Linked DNA regions of Ovis aries: region 2 is linked to region 1. The links are chromatin contacts, called in public Hi-C maps. All regions are on one chromosome and are shown on one strand. Each heading gives the region's core, a stretch centred on a gene start, on an enhancer-like site or on the middle of the called end of the contact. The rest is flanking DNA. Distances are from core to core; before and after follow the strand shown. Region 1 has its middle 180 kb from the start of SPRY2. Region 2 holds the start of SPRY2 (sprouty RTK signaling antagonist 2).

Evidence for each region. Hi-C and Micro-C count contacts between places; a contact is called where the count stands out from the background.
Region 2: a Hi-C map of tail adipose tissue shows a contact between it and region 1, with 3 times the contacts expected there. The contact joins the promoter of SPRY2 here to the enhancer-like site in region 1. A contact is called at or near these places in 2 of 16 Hi-C or Micro-C datasets (skin fibroblasts and tail adipose tissue).

What each region holds. Positions count from the first base shown.
Region 1 is chr10:55,764,929-55,770,116 of ARS-UI_Ramb_v3.0, reverse strand. No RefSeq gene overlaps it. Among named protein-coding and RNA genes, the nearest start is that of SPRY2, 180 kb to the left of the region's middle. Within about 2 kb of position 1,311, at least 2 of the 54 cell types and tissues checked have an H3K27ac peak or open chromatin away from gene starts, as enhancers often do.
Region 2 is chr10:55,944,811-55,950,383 of ARS-UI_Ramb_v3.0, reverse strand. It overlaps SPRY2 (sprouty RTK signaling antagonist 2), which reads left to right and starts at 4,141. Exons shown (of 2, transcript XM_027973702.3): 1 at 4,141-4,887.

The DNA of each region.
Region 1 (5,188 bases), core at 62-2,561:
CAATGTCAATTAAAAAGCATGATTAACTATGGTAAACTAAGAAAGTGAGACATCCTGCCACAAAACACTAAGGGTAGGATCTTCCTATATTTTGACCACACTGAAATACACAACTGGATCAATTGTTAAAAAGAACAATTCAGTAAAAAGACTCAGTCCATAAAATTTTGGTTAAATTGATAGTCACAGCTTTCATTACTGAAATAATCTGTTTCTGCCCTAAATGGGGACACCTTGATAATGGCTTCTACTAGAGATCAAATTCCTCAAGGGGAAACCACCATCTCTACTTCTTTTGAATTTCATCACAGTCTCAGGACAAGAATTCTGCACCGAGTGAAACTTACTGAAGGTTGAATAAATCAACTTTGACCCTCTCTTCATACTATTTAATATTAAAATGAGGGCTTCCCTGGTGGCTCAGCAGTAAAGAATTTGCCTGCAATGCAGGAGATCTGACTTTGATTCCTGGTTGGGAACATCCCCAGGAGGAGTGCGTGATAACTCACTCCAGTTTTCTTGCCTGGAGGATCCCATGGACAGAGGAGCCTGACAGGCTGTAGTCCATAGGGTCACAAAGAGTAGGAAATGACTGAAGCAACTGAGCACAAATGCACGCACACAATATTAGAATGAAATAAATTTAATCAATACACATTGTTTTATGCATCCTCTGCTCTCTGTACTCTTTCTTATCATGGAAGCTCTTGTGCTCTATGAACCCTGGAATTGCATGAAAGTACTAACACTTTAGAGTAGGACAGTACTGAATAAGATGAGCTTCAGGCACATTTTAGAAAACTAGTGATCTGTGCGCTGTTGGTAGGAAAAACTGCCTATTCATTGGCAGAGATAAGGAAAAAAAGAGGTGGTGTTGCAAGAGTAACATGGGAGAAGCATAAAAAGTGACATGGACAGGAGAAAAAAGAGAGATATGAATATCAGCTCAGTTCAGTTCAGTTTAGTCTCTCAGTCGTGGCTGACTCTTTGAGACCCCATGCACTGCAGCACGCCAGGCTAGAGGGCAGTGATATTTAAAAAGTTGGGTTTTAACTTCCTGTGAAAGGAAGCAGTTACTTTTCATTTGTTAAAAAGTTGTACATTAGAAATAAATTTCAAATCCAAATTATTGTCCCACCATATTGAGTACATTTGCTACTCGGTACTGTTTCGAGAAAGCTTCACTGAAAGCTGTGCGATCTTAGTGTAAGGAAGAAGAGAAAAAGAAACCTTGAAAATCTCTCACTTTGTCATGACTGGGCTGAGGGCAGATGACTCAGTGTGAATTCAAGTTAAATCATTTAACCTTTTTCTCTTACTCAACCCATCTGGGGAGCTGAAACACAAGCGTTTCACCATGAAACAGATGGTACACTAAGGCTAAATTTTCCCAGATTAAAAAAGAAGAAGAGAAATGTGTTGTAAGTGCTAAAAGAACCAAACGTGGAAGAAGACCAAGGATTCAAAGGAACAGAGCTATAAACTGGATCAAATTTTTTCCTTTGTAGAAAATAATGTAAGTACTTAAAAAATAAGCCCTGTGAAATGATCTGGGGACAAAGTAAAATGTTTCCTCAGCACCGTATGTGTAAAGGTGATCATTATCAGTGGTTATGTATGGAAATAAAATGCTCTTTGTTGGTACAGAATTCTGTGTTCATTTACCTATCTGTCTCAGAGAACAGGTATGATTTCTTTAGGGTATTTTTTTTGTTATTTATTTGATATCTGTGAAGGTAATACTACTAACATTTCTTGAGAAAATGTATGGGACCCATCTGATTATAGCTCTGATGAAATTTATCACTAGTTGACAAATTTAAAATATTTCTAGTGTGGTCTAGAATAATTATGTTTTCTAACCTATTCTCACTCTCTCTATGTATTATATATTTGCCTACATATGTGTGTATTTATGTCTGTGTATATGTGTATATATATATATACAGAATTCTAATTTGATTGTATATGAAAGAGTATTACGTTCAAATCTATGTGTATGCCAGTACTCTTACATCTGTGATATTTTATGGGAGAAGATGTACACTGTTGCAGTGAAAGTAAAGATATGTTGATGAAAAAAGTAGAACATAATAGAAAGTAGAAATATTTCCTGGCTGGTTGTGACAAACTCAGGGGAAGTTAGCTTACTATTTAAAATACATAGTTCATAGATGAGGCTAAATGTGAAACCCAGGAAATTCACATTGCAGAATCCAGATGCCATAGACTAGAAACCCAGATTGGACTTTCGGCCCAGGACTGCCTCCAAGGGGAGGGGGCACTGTGGGTCATACAAACCAGTGTTGCCTTTGGTGGGGAGCCTTGGTCCTCTTAGACGGCGCATATTGATTTCTCCATCATTATGTCTAGAGTGAAAGTGAAAGTGTTAGTTGCTCAGATGTGTCTGACTCTGCAACCCCGTGGACTGTAGCCCGCCAGGCTCCTCTGTCATGGGATTCTTAGGGAAGAATACTGGAGTGGGTTGCCACAGCCTCCTCCAGGGGATCTTCCTGACCCAGGGATCAAACCCAGGTCTCCAGCATTGCAGGCAGATTCTTCACCATCTGAGCCCCCAGGGAATCTCTAGAGTACCTTCATATAGTTTCCCTTCTGAATGAAATACAGAACATAAATTCCTCTGTATCTAGTACTGAATTTTTCTCCCTTTCCCCGCCAAACTAATCCTGAGATATGACATGTAATCTGGGTTCCATGTAGATTAAGAATCATTTCTAATCCTTTATCATGACCAGAAGTACATCATGACTGACAGTAGGTAAGCAGTCAGGCTCACTTAAGAACAGTGCATTTACATTCTTTTATTGATGGTGTGTAATGGAATTTGCTGAGTATAAACTCATATAAACACTTTAAAATCATTTCTACTCTCTCCATAAATCTAGCATAAAAGCATCTGGTGCTGTGTCTATAATTAACATTAAAAATAACTAGTGTTCTTTTATAAAGTCATTGTTATCATTTCTCTCTGAGCATCAATTCTCTATATATTCAAATCACACAAGCTGTTCCCTGTCCTCACTGCACGGCAAGAACTGCAACCAAAACAATGAATGTAATTTGAACATGTCACGAAATTCCAATTGGTGGCTTCAAGTTTTATGTGCTCCATAGTTGCCCGAACGTTATAACTCTCAGTGGCTAGGAAGAGTCTCCAAATAGGTGAAAGATATGAAAAAACATTTCCTTAAAGGAAAATCCTCTAGATTACTGTCTAAGCTGAAACTTTATTTCAACTGTGCTGTAGTATAGTGAGGGCTTCCCTGGTATCTCAGCTGGTAAAGAATCCATCTCCAAGGCAGAGACCCCGGTTCAATTCCTAGGTCGGGAAGATCCCCTGGAGAAGGGATAAACTACTGACTCCAGTATTCTTGGGCTTCCCTGGTGGCTCAGATGGTAAAGAATCCACCTTCAATGTGGGAGACCTGGGTTTGACTCCTGGGTTGGGAAGATCCCCTGGAGGAGGGCATGGCAACGCATTCCAGTATTTTTGCCTGGAGAATCACCAGGGACAGGGGATCCTGGTGGGCTATAGTCCATGGGGTTGCAAAGAGTCAGACATCAGTGAGAAAGTAAGCACAGCACGGCACATAGTATAATGCATTTAAGTTACAACATTTTAGAATAGATAACAAAACTTATGGCCACTAAGAGGACTGACGGTTCTATCAAATGAGAAAGCGTGAATCTTCCTGGTTGTCAGGTAGTGGGTGACAGCATACTCTTAGCACACCATGAAGAAAGGGAACACTTTTGCTATATCTTCTATTTCTTAGGCACCATGTTGAAAATGTTACTTGCTCTGTCATGTCTGATTCTTTTGTGACCCCGTGGACTATAGCCTGCCAAGCTCCTCTGTTTACCTAGGCAAGAATACTGCAGTGGGTTGCTGTTTCCTTTTCCAAGAAATATTCCTGACCCAGGGGTTGAACATGGGTCTCCTGCATCTTAGCCAGACTCTTTACCATCTGAGCCAACAGGGGAGCATTTTAATACCATACGCTTACTCCTTGGAAGGAAAGTTATGACCAACCGAGACAGCATATTAAAAAGCAGAGACTTTGGGAACGCATGTAAGAATTAAAGATTTTAAAATTTAAAAATAAAAAACTAAATAAATAAATAAATAAAAGTAAAAAGCAGAGACATTACTTTGTCATCAAAGGTCCATCTAGTCAAGGCTATGGTTTTTCCAGTGGTCATGTATGGATGTAAGAGTTGGACTGTGAAGAAAGCTGAGTGCTGAAGCATTGATGCTTTTGAACTGTCGTGTTGGAAAAGACTCTTGAGAGTCCCTTGGACTGCAAGGAGATCCAACCAATCCATCCTAAGGGAGATCAGTCCTGGATGTTCATTGGAAGAACTGATGTTGAAGCTGAAACCTCAATACTTTGGCCACCTTAAACGAAGATCTGACTCACTTGTGATGCTGGGAAAGATTGAGGGCAGGAGGAGAAGGGGAGGACAGAAGATGAGATGATTGGATGGCATCACCGACTCAATGGACATGGGTTTGGGTGGACTTCAGGAGTTGGTGATGGACAGGGAGGCCTGGCGTGCTGCGGTTCCTGGGGTCACAAAGAGTTAGACAGGACTGAGCGACTGAACTGAATTGAACTGAGTCTACCTTATTTAATCTCTTATTTAATATCTCCCTCTTTGGTAGATATTAGTATACCAGTTTTACAGATGAGTGAACCAAGACACAAGAATTTAAATCATCCCAACTCTAATCTTTATGGATCCAAAGTCCAAGCTTTTCCCACTAAATTGCATCAACTGCCACAAGAAGGAGAAACTTATATTTACATTTTTAGACATCTTAAACACAAATATTTTTATGTTAACCTACAAATGTCCCTACTGCTTCAAGGACTTCAACAGCCCTGTTCAATTACCTGTGGTTTATTAGAGTTAAGACTCTCCAAAATGAGTGCTTGAAAATTCTGGATTTCCACTCAAGAGCACAGAGAAATAACACAGATCTCCTTCTTTTTCTTCCTTTTAATGGTCCTGAAATAAAATGAAACTTCTATTCTGCAGTGTGTTGATATTTTTAACACGTATGCATCAGCACATGTTAACATAATTTAAAATCTCTAATATTATTCTTAAAGCACTATCTTATTTGGGATTCTGAGTGCAACTTTCTGATTAAATTAACTCA
Region 2 (5,573 bases), core at 2,892-5,391, 180 kb before region 1:
ATGTCTCCTGCAGCTCCTGCACTGCAGGCAGATTCTTTACTGCTGAGCTACCAGGGAAGCCCCAAAATAAAGGGACCAAATGTTTAAAACAGAATTTTCCCTTGTTACAGAAATTCAGTCCATAACTGACTTTTCATAAATTGTAGTAATACAGTTCCTAGAGCTGGCAGGAAGACTGATTAACCTGTAGAAATCGCCAAGTAGACAGATTCAGGTTGACTGCAAGATTTCTGAAAAAAACCAGACCAACCAGAGCCTCCAGTTCAAGATGAACCCATCACTTCTCTTACCCAAGGATGACTCCAGATCTTTCCCCCAGTCTAGCTAAGGATAAAAGGACATCACCAAAGAAGGTCAGACACAGAGATAAGCTCTTCCCAGTCTTCCTAGGGATGTAGATAAGAACTGAATGTTCTATTTTGAATTTCCATTGTAGCAACTCCCAATTCTCTCCAAGAGGTAACAGATACAGAATTTGGAAATTCAAAGCAATTCAAAAAGTAAAATGACTACAGTCCTGGCTGTCAAATCAAAAGGTCATTATTGCAAAGCCTTTAACTTAGGAAGGTCCCTCCCAAAAGAGTCTGTGCATAAATTTATTAAGGCAGTTGAGATACTCAATTTTTACTCTTGGAAGCAGTATACACTGTTGTGTATATTGGGCCATCTTTAAATATGAATACACAGATAATTCACCTTGGTTATAAAACTAAAAAATACATAAAACAATCAATGTTCCTCTTTGTCTCAAAAAACACAGCATATCACTGCAAGATATGGTTGGTTATCAAAACTGGATCTAAATCAGTAAAGCCAAGTGGTTCCGTCAATCTCATAAAAAAACTGGAACTAGAGTTGTTTAAAACTACATTCTCCTGTTACTACGATATAAACTGGAAGCTTAGATGAGTAACCGCAACCTTGAAAAATATCTGACTTAACATGTCCAACAGACTTACTGGTAAATAAGCAGTCTACGCTGTCTATGGAAGACTGGGGGAGGCAAAATTCACAGTTGTTTATACACTGCCTCATTTGAAAAAACAAATTGAAGGTACTTAGAGTTAATAAAGGGCTTTCCAGGTGGCTCAGGGGTAAGGAATCCACCTGCAACGAAGGGGATGCAGGAGACTGGGGTTTGATCCCTGTGTCAGGAAGATCCCTTGTAGAAGGAAATGGCAACCCACTCCAGTATTCTTGTCTGGAGAACCCCATGGACAGAGGAGCCTGTCAGTCTACAGTCCGCAGGGTTGAACAGAGTTGGACACTACAGAAGCAATTGAGTCAGCAAGTGACAGTTAAAAAAAGGAAGTCAGTCCAAAGAAATGAATACAGAAAATTAGAAGGCAGAAATAAGATCTCACTGTTCAATGACTGCGATTAACAGCACCTGTTACTTCGTGCCTCCAGAGAACTTAGAGGTAAGTGTTAGTGTAGCAGGTGTTTCCAAGGATTGGGCATTTTTCAACATCAGTCAAGCAGGAACACCTGTTCACATATTAGGGTTACCTCTCTGGAACTCTCCACAACACATTTGAAAATGGACTCCATTATGAAGTTTTACATAACATTCTTTCAAAACCCTAAGTATCTCCCCAAATTAACCCGTTATAATTTTGGCACATAACATGAAATCAATTTTAGGACACATTATAATAGCTACACCAAATACTTCACTAGGCGTGCATGCACGCACATGCGCGCGCGCGCACACACACACAGAGAAACGTAATTCCTCTTCGGGATCACAAGTAATCTTGGAGACACAAGATAGTGCTTTATACATCACGTGCGGAAAGTAGCAACAATGAATAATAATTTAAAAAAAATAGTAAGGAGTATATTAGAAAGAACCCAGCAGATTCTCATTTTTACATTGCGCTTAAGGTACAGGTTAAATGTTTTCCCAGCTTGCAAACTGGATGTTGGGTGAGCTAGATTACATGGAATTCCTTCCAGTTCATTAAAGATAAATTCCTAGATTCTTCCCTATTGACTCTGTAAACACAGAAGGTGTTCTAAACAGCCAGAAGCTTCTAACTTAAATTCCACTTCATGCTTTGAGCCCGAACAGCGTGTTTTCGCAGAGCTCCTGCAATGCTGGAAACACAGCCTGGGCACAAGTATCCCCTAAGAATCAGCCGTCGGGTTTCTTTCACCTGTTCGGCCCGAGACTTGTTGGCCAGACTTAGGCAGCGAGTTCCCGCCAGCCTCGCACACCCTGGCTTGGGCCGCCAACTCCGTCCCCCTCGGGAAAAGCTGGGGTTCTTCCGCACCTGAGCCCCTCATTCGCGGAATGTGTCCGCCGAGAGGGTAGGGAAAGGCACCTGCTGTTGCACTCACATGAAAAACGTCTTTTTATTCTTTGTGAACCGGCCGGCCCAAGGTACATTTTGGAAGGCAACCCCGGCTGCCCTCGTGGAGTCGCGTTGAAGAAAGCAACCCCAGCCCCGCGCCGGGCGAGTGGGCGCCCCCTGGTGGCCCGATGGGCCGGGAGCGCAGCAGCGCCTGCGTCCGCTCGGAGGCTCGGAGGCCCTGAGGACCCGGGCGTCGGGGGAGCGGCCGGGGCTGCGGGAGGCCCCGTCGTCCCGGGGGCGCCGCGGAGCAGGCGGACTTAGCCTGGTCCACCCGCACCCGAGGGGTGGGGGAAAAAGGAGGCCAGCGTCCGGAAATAACGCAGGCCACTTCCTCTGCCACCTCTGGTTCCAAACCCGGGGCGAGGAGCCCTAGAGAAACATGGAGAAGGCAGGGGAGAGGGTAGCGTGGCCGGGAACACGCCCGGGACATCCGCAGACAAGGGCTCGGGACAGGGCGGCGAGCGCCAGGGCGGTTGTGAACCGAGGTGGGGTGGAACCAGACCCGGGAAATCTAGCACCACGTTTTCCTAGCAGTTTCAAGAACTCTAACCCTAGGACCGCGAGGTCGCAGGTGCTCTTCGGGAGTTCTGACCGTACTTCCCTGTAAAGTAAACTCATTCTGTAAATCATTCAGAATCCAATATTAAGAGTGTGGGGCGGGGGTGTTAATTTCCCATTGGTGCTCCCACGTCCCTGCACGTTTCTTCGTAAACGATCGGCAGTTAGAGCAGCGCATATATATGCCTTTTCTATCTTTACATTTCTTTTTGTAAGTGGGAAAATAGATCACCTTCAAGATGGACAATAGAATCTTATTGGGGAATGTTCTGCGTGACAAGGAGAGTCGGAAATGAACGATGATTCTTCTAGTTGAGGAAATCTGCAGTGTTACAGCGAGCCCCCCTCCCATTTCAGAAGCCCGTGATGTGGCCCTTAGTAATCGTGTACGTGTGTAGGATTGATTTAACTAAATTTTTTTAAGGCCTAGACTGTAGCATTTCCATCACCAATTGCGTGAAACAAAACGGCAAGGAAGATCTTCAGAAAGCTTCCATCTGTAGCTCACTCCCTCTTTTAGAACAACATCTAATATTAAACCGAAAAGCTACAATTGACACCATGAAAAGCAAATCCCGGCCAGAGCAGAGGTACTTGAAACCCGAATCTGCATTCCGCCCCTCTCGTACGCCGCTCGGAGGTGGGGGTGGCGGTTTGTCCCGGTGCCTGGTGTATAATCGGGTTAATCCAGTAGACAAAGGATAAACCAATAGCCCTCCCACCTCACTTCCCGCTCCCCTTCCCCTCCCCCTGCTTCTCTCCCCGTCGCCCCCTCGAGGGGGAACAGAAAAGGGGAGAGCCTGTCTTGCAATGGATTCAGAAGAAAGTCTCAAAACCCGCAACTGGTTTTTAATGCTAACACAGCCTAGCCAGGATTAGTCTGAAACGTTCATTCCCTTCTCCTAGTGGCGGGGAGAAAGTTCCCTAAATCCGCCGAGCTCAAGGTTCGTCCTCCTAGCCTCTGGGGAAAACTTTAAGGTCAGTGTTTCCTTGAAACTAGATCAACTGACCCCGCCGTGCCCAGCCCGGCCCCGCGGGCACCGCGCGTGACGGCGGCCCGGGCGGCAGGACCGGCCCGGGTACGCGCGGGGCGGCGCGGTTGCCCTTTTGAATGCCTCCTGCGGCTCGGAGCGCTGGCGGGCGCTGGAGTGTGAGTGAATGTAGCCCCGCGGAGCCAATGAGCTGGGACCGGATGCGATATATCCTCTGGGACAACAACTGCTCTGTTCCGCCTCGGATCCACATGACGCCATTTACTGCTGCCGCGGCCGCCGCAGAGCTCCCTGCCTCCTCCGGAAAGGCGAGGGCGCAGGCCAACGGCGAGCCCCCCCCGGCCGGGCCCCAGACCCTCCTCCTCCTTCTCCTCCTCCTCTTTCGCACCCACCGCCCCCGCCTCGGCCTCGCCGCCGCGCCTCCACAACGCCCAGTCTGCACCGCCGAGAGCTGCGCGCAGCAGCGCGAGCGGAGGAGAGGGGCCGGCGGAGCGCGCAGCGCCCAGGCCCCCGCGCCCGCCCGGCCCGGCTCGGCCAGTCCCGCCGCCCCGCGCGCCCCCGCGCCGCCTCCGCTCGGACGCGGCCGCGGCCGCACGACTTGGCCATCTGGCTTTTAGGTCCTCGCGAAGGCCGTTTTCTTTTCTCATTCGCTCATCTGCCGGGAGAGGAGACTCGCCGTTGGCGCTTCGGCCTCCAGTTCATTGAGAAAAAAAGGGGAAAAAAAAAAAAGGAAATACTCCGCGTGCGCTTTTAGAAGGGGGGTCGCCTCCAGCCCCGAACTCCAGTGTTCTTCGGCTAGGACTTGGCTCCGGATTTTTTTTCCTCTCCTTTTCTCGTCCAGCCAATCGCTCAGAAGTTAGACTGAAGCAGAGTTTGGAAGGAAGGAGAGGCAAAAAGTTTGCATCAGGGCTGGATTTATTTGCACATCGCGGAAAGAAGAGAATCCAACGGAGAGGGGTTTGTGCAAAGCCGCGATCACGGTGAGGCGCGTTTGGCCGGCTCGTCCCCTCCTGGCGCCGCGGCCGGCGCGTTGTGGGCAACATGGAGTAGGTGCAGCGGGACCGGCAGTGGGTCCGTCTCTCCTCGGGCCTCCCTTTCTCTCACCCCGCAAGTTTTCCGTGGGGAGCCCTGGAGTTGCCCGCGGATCAGCCTCGCCCCGGCCTCGGCCTGCCTCGGCGGCAGGGGTTCGGGGTGGGGGAGATTGCAGCGCGCGCGGGGTGCCGTGTCCCCGGCCCCACGACCCAGCGCGCCCGCGCTGGGGGTCTCGGGGTGGCGGCCAGCTCACGGCGGCGCACTGGCTGCAAACTGGGCGCTGAGAGCGGGAGAGGGAGGCAAGCACTTTGTGTTTTCCAGGGCGCCGCTGAAGGCGCCCGCACTTCGAACCTGTTCTCTCCGGGGAAGGCAGGTCCCGGGAGAGGCAGTCCCGAAGCAGGGGCGCAGGGGTAGTGAAGGGTGCGGGTCGCTGCCTCGCGGGTGGAAAAAAAGAGGACAGGGTGGCGAGTGGAGGGCGCCCACGACTCAGCTCGGCGTGGACTGCGGCGAGCACGCAGAGGGTGGGAGCGTCGCCCTGCCTGGCGCCGCGTCTCTGCGGTTCGGAAGTGCAGCTTTCGCTCTTTTCCGTTCGCCGCGGTCGGCCTGGGTCACGCTTTTTTTTTTTTTTTTTTTT